Regions from separate parts of the Gossypium hirsutum genome. Here region 1 is linked to region 2. Evidence: chromatin contacts called from public Hi-C data. All regions are on one chromosome and are shown on one strand. The core of a region is the stretch at or near the end of the contact, and the rest is flanking DNA. Distances in the headings are between cores, read along the strand shown.

What was found. Hi-C and Micro-C count contacts between places; a contact is called where the count stands out from the background.
Region 1: a Hi-C map of leaf shows a contact between it and region 2, with 2.3 times the contacts expected there. The contact joins the promoter of LOC107937190 here to the promoter of LOC121225250 in region 2. A contact is called at or near these places in 3 of 34 Hi-C or Micro-C datasets (leaf and seedling).

What each region holds. Positions count from the first base shown.
Region 1 is chrD13:62,141,313-62,148,373 of Gossypium_hirsutum_v2.1, forward strand. LOC107937190 (transcriptional corepressor LEUNIG) reads right to left here and starts at 5,613. Exons shown (of 19, transcript XM_016870039.2): 1 at 5,454-5,613; 2 at 5,084-5,209; 3 at 4,531-4,628; 4 at 4,314-4,423; 5 at 3,061-3,558; 6 at 2,900-2,988; 7 at 2,502-2,580; 8 at 2,353-2,428; 9 at 2,121-2,170; 10 at 1,695-2,006; 11 at 1,393-1,608; 12 at 870-1,115; 13 at 641-758; 14 at 50-159. The coding sequence starts at 5,115.
Region 2 is chrD13:61,654,340-61,661,069 of Gossypium_hirsutum_v2.1, forward strand. LOC121225250 (coiled-coil domain-containing protein 93) reads right to left here and starts at 3,357. Exons shown (of 9, transcript XM_041109479.1): 1 at 3,137-3,357; 2 at 2,934-3,047; 3 at 2,618-2,797; 4 at 2,454-2,533; 5 at 1,951-1,990; 6 at 1,727-1,834; 7 at 557-637. The coding sequence starts at 3,217. It overlaps LOC121202854 (probable 2-oxoglutarate-dependent dioxygenase AOP1), which reads right to left. Exons shown (of 3, transcript XM_041109481.1): 3 at 4,397-5,861. The coding sequence ends at 5,622.

The sequences.
Region 1 (7,061 bases), core at 4,363-6,862, 490 kb after region 2:
CTAAAATTTCAAAAGAATGAAAATTTTCTGTTCCCCTCTTATAACTCACCTTTTTATCATGGCCACCAGTAGCTAGTAACTTTCCGTCTGACGAGAAATGGCAGCAAGTAACTTTGCTACTGCTTGCTCGAACAGAATTTACTTCCATAAATGTGAAACCTGAAGTCAAATGCAAATTTGGTACACTGTAAAACTAGTCCATTTCCGGTATAAAAGCATCAAAGGTAATCCATTTACATTATGTAGTTACATAACAATTGAATATGACATGCGTACAGGATAGATGATCGCGCCCTTACAATTGCACAATTTCTTGGGCCAAATTCAATTGGCATTTTGATATATAAACAATGAAGCAAGGTCATGAATTAGTAGCAATAAGCAACATCTAAAATAATAATAATTAGAGAGAATAACACCAAAATGTACAAAAGTTTAATGAGATATACGAACGTATCATTTGCCATAACCGTTTGACAAAGGAATTAGCACATTATCATATTGTATCCAAGAATAACTGGGGATGTGAAAAAAGCCAATAGAGTGAAACTACAATGTTTGAAAAAGTAAGCTACAATAGATTCCCGACAACAGTAGACTTTATCAAATCATAACAACCATACAAGTAATATTTATACACCTTTAGTTACATCCATACATCGGCCAACAGCATCTCTAGGATCCGTATCATCATGGGATAAAAAAGACTCAACATTATCATCAAGAGATCCATCCTCCACAAATCGATCCATTTCAGCCTGCAATTCAAGATCTTTATCATCCCACTGCCAAAATGGAATTCCCATGAGAATTTATGCAAGGAATTTTTAATTCCTCCACAAACATGGGAAAAAAACTAATAGACTCACCAATTGATTTGAAGGTGATGCAAGTGTACCAGCACCCTCAGCACCAAACATCATCAAAGGCTTGGAAGAACTGCCACTATGAGGCATCGCAGGCATTGAAATCACATCTCCAGGAGTGTGTGTTGATGGCGTTGAAGGTGCAGAACTAGGCGAAGGTCCAGCTGTGTTTGCTGTCCCAGAGCTATTGGCAGGGCCTGAAGAAGACACTGGCTGTTTTCTCTTTCTTCCATTCTGGTTTTTTGAAACCTTAAAATGAATTTAAGGAAATCATGTTAGAAACCTAACCATATATGTTATAAAGCTAAGAATCGGAACTAAAAAGCTTTACATGACCATTCGCATACATGTGGCAGCAAAATAGCCTACAATTACAACCAAAATCACTTGACCGGGAAAAAGAAATAAGTTTTCAAGCTAAACACCATAGCACCATGTGCAAAGGGTGTCACATGGAAGCAGATACAACCCTCAAACAGGAATGATATTGGCAAGTTGAATTACATATAACCAGAAAAGGGCAGACCTGATCATTCCCTCGAAATGAGTTTGACATACTCCCATCCACAGTGACACTTCCACCTCCACCAACTTTATCTTGTTGATGTAAACTTGGATTAGAACTCTGTGACTGTTGATTCGAAAGTGCATGCTGCTGAAGCTGTTGTTGCTGTGAGTTACTGTTCTGTTGCTGTTGCTGTTGCAGTTGCTGCTGCTGTTGATGCAACTGAGCTAATTTTAACTACAAAGCAAATGAAATATATAAGAAACAGAAAGATACCAAGGAATAAAGCGAGGTAAAAGCACACTTCATAGGGACAGTAATACCTTCATTAGCATTTCTGTATCTCCCCGAGGCATGAGAGGACTGCCAGCCTGCAAAGGTGATACATTTGGAACCACATCACCAACAGAATTAGAAAGGCCATCCTTTCCGAGGCCCATGGTCCGATTATTATTCAATAGCATTCTCAATCTTCTATTATCATCACTGCCAGATGGTGATGTCAGATTCTGCTGAGCAAGCATGAGTTGCTGCTGGTGCTGTGGTGTCAACATCTGAAGTTGATGAAAGGGCTGAGGAGCTTGCATAAAAGACTTTTGCGGCTGAAGGATCCCACCGCGCAGTTGGTCCAGTCCCTAAAAACAGATCAAACGAAAACCATTCAAAGGAAACATAAGATGAAAAATAAAATTTACAGTTCACTAATACATGTATGAATAAAAACATTCCAATAAAAAGATAAAACTTACTGTTAATGGCCATCCTTTCAAAGTTAAATTATTACCACCTTGATTTGACCCTGAGAAACATGAAATCACATTATTTAGATTCCAAATATACAAGTAATATGAACTTAGATTCCAAATAAATAAGTAAAATGACCCGAGTCAATCACAAGGACAAGCACGTGCTATCATTAGTGTGCCATTTTCAAAGGAAAGATGCAATTTAAACAGAAAAACCTGTTAAAGAGAAACTTACCTGGAATTCCCATTAAAGATCCATCGGGACCAGCAGCTCTAGGATTCAATACTGGATTCATCTCACTCTTTATATCCTGCTTCCAGATAAAATTTCAGAACATGACAAAGGGAAGAAACATGAAAGAGATCCATTTAAGGTGACCCTACCGGTGTTGTTCCTGGCAATTGCTGACTCCGAGCTTGAACTTGCGGAGACATTCCACCAGCTGTACCATGCAATACTTGCCTAAAATATACATGAATCCAAATAAGTTTATCGCAGAAAACAACTTAGTCTTGGATGCTTGAATAAACCCTAAATGCATGACACTATTTTAGATGAAAAAGGAGGTTTCAGTGGCATTCAGTGGCTCAAGTTCATGTTAGAGCAGATAGACCACAAGACACAAGGGAATTACTGTGAAAATTTTGTTGTAAACCTTCTGCAGCATTTAACCGAATTATCTTACTTAACACTGCTGAAAATTTTGTCTAGGTTTCACTTCAGAAACATTTGCATTCAAAGACTCTTCTTTGTGTAATAAAGGGAAAGTAAAATAAATCACCCGGAAGTCGGACCAGTTGCAGCTGCAGGCTTCAATATCGAGGCATGATTTGGATCCAAGAGCTGGCCGACATTGTCACCATACCTTTGCTGTAAGGAACTCCTAAAATGATCAACTAAAAGAAGAAAACATTTCTAAGAAATCAAAAATGATCAACCAACCTTCATAGCTGCATCATCCAAAGAATCCCTTTGATGTGGCAATTTTAGTCTTTCCTCATACATCTTAGTCGCCATGGCATTAGCAGTTCCAGCAGGCTGACGTATGAGAGAGTCATTTCCAACAAGTCCATTTGTATTGCCATTTAGGAGATGAGACCCGTCCCTTCGTTGCTGAGGCTGTTGTGCCTGCTGGGACTGCTGTGGTGGCTGCTGCTGCTGTTGCTGTTGTTGCTGCTGTTGTTGCTGTTGCTGTTGTTGTTGTTGTTGCTGTTGCTGTTGCTGTTGCTGTTGCTGTTGCTGCTGTTGCTGTTGCTGTTGCTGCTGCTGTTGCTGCTGCTGTTGTTGCTGCTGTTGTTGCTGCTGTTGTTGTTGTTGGGCATGCCTCTGCAATAAAAGCTGTTGCATCTGCAGTTGTTGCTGCTGCTGTTGCTGTTGATGTTGAGGCTGTTGAGGTTGCTGCTGCTGTTGCTGCTGCTCCCGTGCTTTAATCAATTGAGTCTGCAACATCAATGCACCATATACATCACATATGTTAAGAAGAAATCATTTGGAAGACAAGAAAATTTCGTAATCTACTCTATAATAAACATTCTTAACAAAATACAACAGGGAACACTTCTCCTGCCTTCGATTGCTTCCCTTCTTTCAATAATAAAAATACCCTTAGTTAGCCAGTTCCCAGTAAAAGTACCATGGAGGCCCTTGTACTAGGAGTCAGATTGCAATTTGCCCCCTCTACTCAAAAAATAGGCAAATTAATCCCTGTATATTAGATCAAAGAGCAAACTAATCCTTTTGTTAAAAATTTCATCTTTTTTTACTGTTAAAAACTGGTCCTTGTTCGCCAGCATAAGGTACACATAACACACCAAGTGTAACTATCTGGTTATTTTGTCAGCCAAACCAATTTTTAACAGTAGAAATGGATGAAATTTTTAACATAAATGACCAGTTTGTTCTCTGATCTAACATACAATGACTAATTTGCCCATTTTTTGAGTTAAGGGGGCAAAATGCAATCTGAATCCTAGTATGGGGGACTCAATGGTACTTTTACTACCAGTTCCCATAGAGCATTTGATACAAGCTCATCATGCAATATGCTTTCAGGAGAGGACTCCAATTTCCAAGTACAGAAAACAATCCGCGACAAATTAAACAAAAAATAAAATGTTGATGGTAGGTTATCCATGGCTAGTACAAACTCGAAACAAATTAACAGTTCAAAATAGAAAAATAAAATCAAAACCAACCTCAATATAAGATGCAGCAACCTCTGAATGCTTCTCATTAGTCCTGGCAATGAATATATCCCAAAAAACAGACCACCATTCAAAGAGAAAACCTCCAGGTGCATCGATAGCTGGATACCAAGTTCAGCACCAGCATCAATGAAAGTACTAAACAATCTAATATAAAAGAACAGATCTTTGGCTTTAACATAATTCCCGAACCCATTTAGTTGCTTACCTACAGGATCTGATGATACTTTCCCTTCAGCTTGAAAAGCCTGAGCTGAAGCCTTTAAATCCCTCTTTACTAAATAATCATGGATATACACATCTAACCTGTTGTTGACAAAATACATGGCCATACAGTATGCTTATAAGAGCAAAATCAGAACTTACAAGCATAACTAATAACTCCATAAGCAAATAAAATTATAAGCTTTATACAACGAAAATCTGATAAACAACAAAACCCTAAATCAAATTTATCATTTTACATAAAAATAATAATGCAAAACAGAAGAACAGTAACTTGAAGTTCCACAACAAACAAAACCCTAAAAAAACCAAGCTTTCAAAGAACTAAAATTGAAATCTTTAAAGACATCAAAATGAACAAACAAAAACCCAGAAAAAGCTTACATACCCAGAACTCAAATAAAACCAAAAAAGAAAGGGAAAACATCAAAAACCACATTAAAGAGCTAAAGAAATTGTAATAAATATAATAATAAAGATTTAAAACCCAAAACAAAGTTAACTTTAACAAGAAGGGAAAAAAAGAAAAGACTTACATTTTATCAGCTTCCCAGTTGGTTTGAGACATCTTGTTGAATCCAACAACAGACCAAAAACACTAAAGAACAGCTCCAGATTCCTAGGTAACTTGTCTGAAACAGCTTCACTTCAAGTTTCTAAAGCTACCCAGAAAAATAAAAATATTAACTCATTGTAACATTGTTTTTTAAAAATTAAAAATAAAAACTTTTAAAAACCCAAAGAAGAAAAACTTATTACAGTAGTAGAAAGAGAAGAATCTATGTAGAGAATAATAGAAGATAAACAGACAGAACCTCTCTAATTTTAGCAATATCAGAAATTATTATATTTATGGATTTTTTAATAAAAAAAGAAAATAAAAAGAATAAAGAAAGGGAAAGATACCTGCAATCCCAAAAACGTTTATTAATTTTTGAGAGCTTTTTTTTTCTTTTTCTTTTTTTTTCTTTTTTTTTTTGGTGTATGTGAATTTATTTTCTTTCTTTTCTGTAGCTTTGGGTGGATTTGGGGTTGCTGTTGCAGATATCATAATGCTTTGTTACTTGAATTTACACGAAAAGCCCTTTCAATTTATTTAATTTTCAAAATGAGACTGATTTCGTGGCAGTACTTCAATTCAAATGACCAATATAACCTTAATAATTTTCCTTAATTTTATTCCAGAAAGCTGTGAGTTAGGTGAGGTTAGTATGGGTTAATTAGTAAATTGAGTAGAAAAATACAATTCTATTGCTTTTTCTATTGTGGGGCTTCATTTCTTTAGTATTTATGAATAAACCCCAATTGTTTTATTTTTTCTGGTTTTCATCTATTATTTTTGTTTCAAATTTCAGCTGTGCCCATGGTTTAGAGTATTAAAGGTGGGTTTAGATGGACGATAGGATGCGTTTAGCTTATTTTTTGTCCAACGCTACTGTATCTAATCTATTTTGGTGAGCAGCCAAACCTTTTTGGATTAAAAATTATTATAATTAATTCATTATTGTAATTTTCCTATTTTTGGGAATTTTAGATTCCAACTTGCCAGAATAGTTCTAAACTAATGTCCTTTAAAATTAGCTTAAAATATTACAAAATTCTTCCACGATATTTAAACTTTAAAAATATAATATAACTAATAGCTGACTGTCTAAATATTAAAAATTAAATTAACTATTGAAAATTTGAAATAATTTTTGCTTTTATTAAATATTTTTAACAGTTTTTAATAAGGTATATTTTTTAATATTTGTTTTTTACTTTTTTTCATTATAAATTCGAATATTGGACCCTATAAATATGTTAATTCATCCTATATATGACCCAAGTGAGGGGAAATTTATTTCAGGGGTCTTTTCACTTCATTGTCTACTGTGCCCTCAATTAATTCCATCCTATGACTCGTGTCGTTTTTTTAAAAGAAATTACTATTAATTCAACGGAAAAAAAATAAAGATATCAACAATAAATAAATCATTATAAATTAATACACAAATGTTATGTTTCTAAAATAATCTCAAAAAAAGTAAAGAGAAATAGACAAACTAACAATAAATGCAATACTAGAATCATTCGAAAATAAATCAGATAAGTATCAAATTGTTGAAATTTACATCCTAACTCCGCCATCCAACCTTACAATAAACACCGATCAACCAAAAGACAACTGCCAAAAGCTCCAAGAGACCCATTGTGTCAATAATGCACAAAATGTCAAGTCTTAAACGACTTATCCTCATAATCATTTCAAATCTATCACCATCACCATAATTTATCATGATAAGACCCTTCGAGAATGGTTCCTAATAGATCTGGCGACGCCCTTACGTTGTCAAATCTCATATTTACGACAGAACATTACTAGGCTACAATAATATAGACTGGGACAAAAAATAAATAAAAATCACGAAAAAAATGATGAAAGAGTCATGATCAGTAACTAGCCTAAAGGCCGACGCCACCGCCGACAGAGTAGAGATTTAGGTTAAAAAGGTTGAACATCTAGGAGTTTTT
Region 2 (6,730 bases), core at 2,107-4,606:
CATTAATTGCTGGAGACATGCTTCGTGGGTGTTTGTTTTGGTATTGGGGTGTTTGACACAAATTTGGATTTTCCTCAAAGATCTACTGTCACATTCTTTGTGATGAAAGAGCTATGGTTGCTTGGTTGATACTTTATAGGAAAGTGGAGGTAAATGAATTGAGGATTTTATTCTCTTTCAGTCTCTCTAAACTGCATTTTTTTTCCTCTCACTCTTTGATTTCCAAAAGCAGAAGGTAATCTCATCCTAGGTTATTATATTGATCAAGAGATGGTCAGCTAGATAGAGGATGATGACTGATATTTTACCACAAACTAAAAGTATCACATGTCATCACCATCTCAACTTCCCAATGGCATTCATGTGATAACCAATTTACTAGATTGCATTAAATTTCCAAGCACACAGGTTTGATTAATCCATACCAGAGCAAAAGTTTTGCACTGTACAAGGGAAAATGAGTAGTTGAAACAAACTCAAGACGAACAAACTGAAGTGAGAATAAGCAAATATATCCCTGCTATTTTTCAACTTGCTAGAAGGAAGGTAACATTACCTGTTGGCTGCCCTTTACAATTCCCTGCATGGACTCGAGTAATTTCATGCGACCAGTAGTGCTAGCAATGGCCTCCTGAAACTGTATGAAAGGAAATATAAAACATGTCAGCAAAGGTTAGAAACTATACAGTGCCAAATGTCGGAGGATGACATAGAACTAATCGGAGTGAACATGGATATACCGCAAATAATGCTTGATTAAGGTTTTCCTTCATCATTAGGAAACAGAAATAAGGGTTAAACCTTTGCAGTATTGGAATTTTTAAAAAGGTATAACTTATGATGGTATTGGAATTCGAAGCAAAGCAAGTTCATCTCAGAGTCATGAGAATTTGATTGTGCAAATCACCATTATAACTGAGGGCCTAACACGTGGAAGACTTTGATTGATCACTTTGACAATGTTACTTGATGATCAATCTTTTGAACTTACTTTTAGAATCCACTAGTGTTTACAATATCTGAATTAGGTATGGGGTTTACAATATCTAAATTTGATTGGTATAAACTTTGACAATTTTACTTATGATAGTACAAGAATCCACTGGAGTTACAATATCTGAATTAGGTTTAGAGTTTACAAATAATCCGGATGTCATTATATCATTTGAACTAAGTTATTGTAACCATCAATTTGGTTAGTAAAACTAAACTTGTAGATGTTTTCTCTTTTTGGAAAAGAGTCACCATTTTATGTAACAGCGAAAGATGCTATTTCCATTTGGTAATTCTTATATTAATTTTCTTTTATGTCATTTAATATTGTTTTTTATATCTTTACAAGGTGTGCCGTTATACTGTTGTTAACATTTAAAAATTGCTTCCTGTTTCACGGTTAAGAAATGAAAGCATCTAGATACTGAACCACAGAAAAAGATAGGTGAAGCTAATAAATATATTAACCATGTTAGCAGGCAGCAGAAAAGTATCAAAGAAAACTGCATTCAACAAAATACCAGACTCTTTATCTAATTACAAAATGGCTAGAGCATAAATCAGTCAAAACATTAACCTATATTTATTTGCTGGCAAAGTAGTGTGAAGGATCTAAAAGCAACTTATATTAACTAGGAAGAAACAAGTTGAAACTTCAATGTTTTAAAGTTCAGAGACAGAAGCATAACAGACCATAAACAAATGATAGAAATATCACTCATTTGAGTTGTACCTGTGAATTTATGGAATTCAACAAGGAAGTTTCCTTTAGCATCAACTCTTTAATCTCCAAGAGAGCATTATAGGTTGCATAGAATTTCCGAGTTTGTTGAAGTTTTTCCTTTACAAGACAAATGTTGAATATTAGCACTAATAGAGCTATAAGAACTTAACATAAAATGAAAAAAAAAAAAAGGTGAAGCAAAGGGTTAAAAAGAAGCTAGGTCAAAATCACACCTGAATATGAGCATTCAGCTCTGACAACCGGCGCTCGTACCTGCAAGTGATGGCTAAATCAACAATGGTATTACACTTTACCTAGAAGAAAGAAAATTAAATTCTAAAATTAATTGCTCTCTTATTCTTTTCTGTCTATTTTTCCCAGAGGAAGCAGACATTGCTAAGGGATAACCTACATTCTCCAGAACTAAACTCTTGATTTATCATATGGATAATAACAGGCAGTGCCAAGTTGTACGTACAAACATATTTGAAATGAAATGAAAAGCTTCATACTGCTATTTGGTTGAAATTGTTTCTAAAAGTTTCATATAGCAATGCTCTTTACAGTTACAAGTATAAAACCTCACTTTACAGTTACAAGTATAAAACCTCAGATTACATAGAATTGAGTACAACTCATGAATGATCACCAAACTAGTCATATACAGACAACCTATGTAATATCAAGATTTCAAGGCCTAAAACTTTACAGCAATGGAAAAGGAAGGTGAACATACTGGATAAGTTCTGACTGGGAGGGTGCATCATCCAGCTGACGCTTTATTGATACTATTGCCCTCAGTTTAGCTGCAAGTTCCTATGACCCAAATATACCATAATTGTTAGTCACTATTTATATACTTAAAAGCGATTAAGTCCATGAAAAGTTAAGTTACTTTACCCTCTTTGCTGAATTAAGCTTCTGCAATGATTCATTTAAAGAACCATCTAAACCACGAGAAAGCATCTTGCTGTCAGATCCAGCTGCTATTTTTTCCTCCAAATCACTAACCTCAGCTTCCAGTGAAGAACGTTTTTCATCAAAATCACACCGAATTTCAGATTCTTGTCTTTCTAGTAACTGGAAAAACGTTTGAGAAATAATAACTACAATTTGCATCCAAGATTCTAGAATTTATTAGAAAAAAAATGCTTTTTTTTTCAAATGGCGCAATAATAATTAAAACATATCAATAAGTGGAAAAAGAAGTTCAAACCTTTAAATTCTCCAAAAGGGAAACGAATTTCTTCACTTTGGATTCAGCACCTTCCTTTCGAATTTTCTCTTGTAAATTTTGTAATTCATTGAGAACGCTAATCTTCCTTTGATTCTGTATCATCAAATAGGTCATTAGAAATGTGGAAATTTACCTAATAATAATAATAACAAAAAATAAATAACTTTCGATAAAAGATTAACCTGTTGATCTAAATTTGAATTCAACATCGCAATTGAAGCTCTTATACTGTTAAATTCCTGCTCGCTGCTGCCCTCTTGCATTGTTCAGGATCAGATTCAGCTAAGGATGAGGAATCGTTGACTCGGACACTGAGTCGGACGTAGCTTGACGCGGTACTCAAAGCGAGCTCTTTAATTTTAACGATCTGTTAAACCGTTACTAGACGCTAGAGAAGAAGATGGTGTTAGTGGGCTTATGGTTTGAGGGTTTTGAGCATTAAATGGGCCCATTGGATGCAGTTTCGGCCCAAGTGTTTCTACTTATATCACACGCGTGCAAAAAAATTGCACCAAAAATATAATCATTTTCTTAATATATAATAATTTTATTTTTAAAAATAAATAAAATTAATAAAGTGTATTTTAATTTAAAATTTTAAATTAATTTATCATTTGATTGATATAAAAATATTATAAATATTATAATATTTAATAGCAATGCAAAAAGCTCAATTTTGTTTAATAAATTTTATTAATCATAAAAAAAATATTTATAATAAAAAAACACTAGATGATGCTGCAAGTTGACTTTATAAATTGATATAATTTCTTTAATTTTATTTATATAAAATTTACTGCTTACCAATATTAACATTAATATTGTTTTTGAAAGAAATATTAGTATTATTTATTATTTTACTTTTCACTTAACCAAATACAGACTAAAAATCTAAAAAGATACAACCATAAGCCCAAAGGAAAAAGCCCAACTAAGCCCAGTCCCCAAAAAATCCTAACAATACTCTGCCACCTCCAAATAGAGATGATCAAAGCCAAGTCTGGCCTCAATAAAATTTTAAGCTAGGTTTTGGTATGGCCTGAATAAAAATATTAAAATTCGAGCTTGACTTAGCCCGTCCATATTAATTTTTTATATAATTATTTTATATAAAAATAAATTTAAAAATATAGTACATCAAATAAATGTTTCTTAGCAAAATGAAAATAAATAATAATAAGAATTATATAATATCAAACAATAACAATAAAAATAGTAGTAATAATGGCGAAACGACACCAAAACAATAGCAAAAAGCAACTTTTTTTTGTAAATTTGGGCCGGGCCAAAAAAAATTACCTAAAGCCTGGTCTGTTTAAAAAACGAGTATTATTTTTTTGCCCAAATCCTCCCATTTTTTGGGCGGGCCTTTGGGCCAGGAGGCCGTATGGCCTATCTCCAAGCTAAAGAAGAAGAGGGAGAGAGCACCGGGACCAAACGTGTGGAGTGTAATGATTTCCTTCAACCAAAAGTAAAATATCCCCAAAGGAAAACAAGCTAGGAAAGAGTAATTCAATCTATTTTTGCAACAGAATATCAGTAAGTTCAAACACCAAAAACCAGTAATCACAGAGAGAAGGAGATGAGAAATACAAAATTTCAGATTTACAATAGAGTAGCATAATTAATTCATCATTCTTATGTCCTCTTTATACCCCATAACAAACTCAGTAAGCTTTTGAGATGCCTTGCGGTTGTGAGTGGGTCTTGTGTGTAGTGCTGGCCCATCTCCCTGATCTTCTCGTGTGTTGGTCTCTGCAACTTGTGGCCCATTCAGAACAACGTGGTTGTTGCAATTGGCCATCAACATGCACACCTCAAGTAGGAAATTCTCGTGTGCTGGTCGCTGTTACCTTATCTTCTCAGGCTTGCTGTTGAAGAAAAGGAAATTTAGTTAGGCTACGCCAGAGGATCTGTATTGCCGTGAGAAATCTGTTATTTTGTATTATGCATGACATGGGAGGGTGATGTCAATATGTTTATTTTTGAGAAAGAATTTGTATATAAAACTTATCTTTGATAAACTACGTTTCTAATGAAATTGCAGTAAAGTTTTAAGGGTTTTAAAGTGTATTACACTATTGCGTCTTGTACGCCAATTGGCTGGTACTAATTCGAACTATGATTTTATAAATTTTACGCGAAAAATAGTATAAGATAATAATTTCTAAGTAGTGACACGGCATACTCAGATCCTGGTCAACATTTCACCACTATAAAAGCAGAAGAGCTTCGCCAAACATCAAACAAGAATTGTCAAAAGCGAAAGGCCATAAAGGTAGACCAAACGGACAGTAGGAAGCATGGAACACCAAGAAGCAAACCAACCTCTCATCGATGGCTTACGTGATGTGAAGCATCAGTCAATAGACAACAAAACATATTTGTTCATATTATTATTTTTATAAAAAATTTTCCATCGTTCTCAAATTCCATTTATTGAATTGCAGATGGAATGATAAAGGTTTATGTCTAAGTTTTCGATTCACATAAATTTCGAATTCAATTATTAAATAATTTTTATTTTCTTAAATCCTTTATTATAAAAAAAATCTCATTTAAATAATCTTAACTTTGTTTTTATATAAAAAGAAAAAACAGCATATATAATAAAACTAGTTTACAAAAAATTAATTAAAAAAACAAAGAGAAGAAAATGAGAGTGAGTCAAACGCCGGCATAAATCTCAAGGGCATCGTCGCTTAGATTGGAGACAAAGTAGGAGAAATAGTCGGCGAATTTGAAAGGGCGGTAAAGGAGCGGATGTTCATTGTCGACAAGTTCACGTGCCGCCTCTATCATTGCTCCTTCTTTTGGCACTGTAAACAGCCCGAAAGAGTACCTCTCTTTCTCCCCCTTCATCACCACCCTATGTTTCACTGCTACAAGTCTTCCATTGCTCCATGCCTATATATATAAAATTTTTTATTATTATTATTTAAAAATTTATTTTTTTAAAAAGAAAAAATACAACCAATTAAACTAAAACAAAGGGATTATAGGTAAACAATTACAATCTTTCTCTTTTATTAAAAGTTATTTTAACTATTCGATCTGCTTCTACATTTTCTTTTCTAGAGATGTATTCAAGTGTCCAGCTTCCTACATTCTTTAAGAGGTTGATAAATGGCTACTAAAATAATAAAATAATTTTTTAAAACAACATGTGTTTGTATTTAAACCTTACTATATTAGGTTGTTTTACTATATTATTTGATTATGCAAGTTTCAAGATATATGCTATTTATTGGTTGTTGTATTTCCTTATTTAATTTTCAAGAATTTACTGTACGAAGTTAAGAATTTTGTATTAGATCAAGTTAAAATTTAAAAAAAAATTTGAGAGGTAAAAAATTAAAAATTTTAGGTTAAAATAACTTAAATTGAATTATTAATTTTTGGGATATACAAAAGAAAGGATAAAAAAAAATCCCCTATACTTTAATAAAAATTTTAATAATACTTCCACTTTCAAAATATCTAATGCGGTACCTAAATTTAATTTCTATCTACCAATTTAGTATCTCCTTCTAATGATGTTAATTACTGAAAAAAGTTGCCGTGTGGCATTATTTTGCAGGAAAAATAAACTATTAAAGTCAAGTAACTCTAAACCAATTCAACAAATTTTCTTAAAAACATTCTCAACATTCTCTCATTCAAAAGAAAACTTCAATAACTACAAAATTTTCATTTTTACCAACACTTCATCTGCTGTTGTAGTTTGTTTGAATTTTGTTAAGTCGAGTTATTATGTTAAAAACTTTATTGAAGTA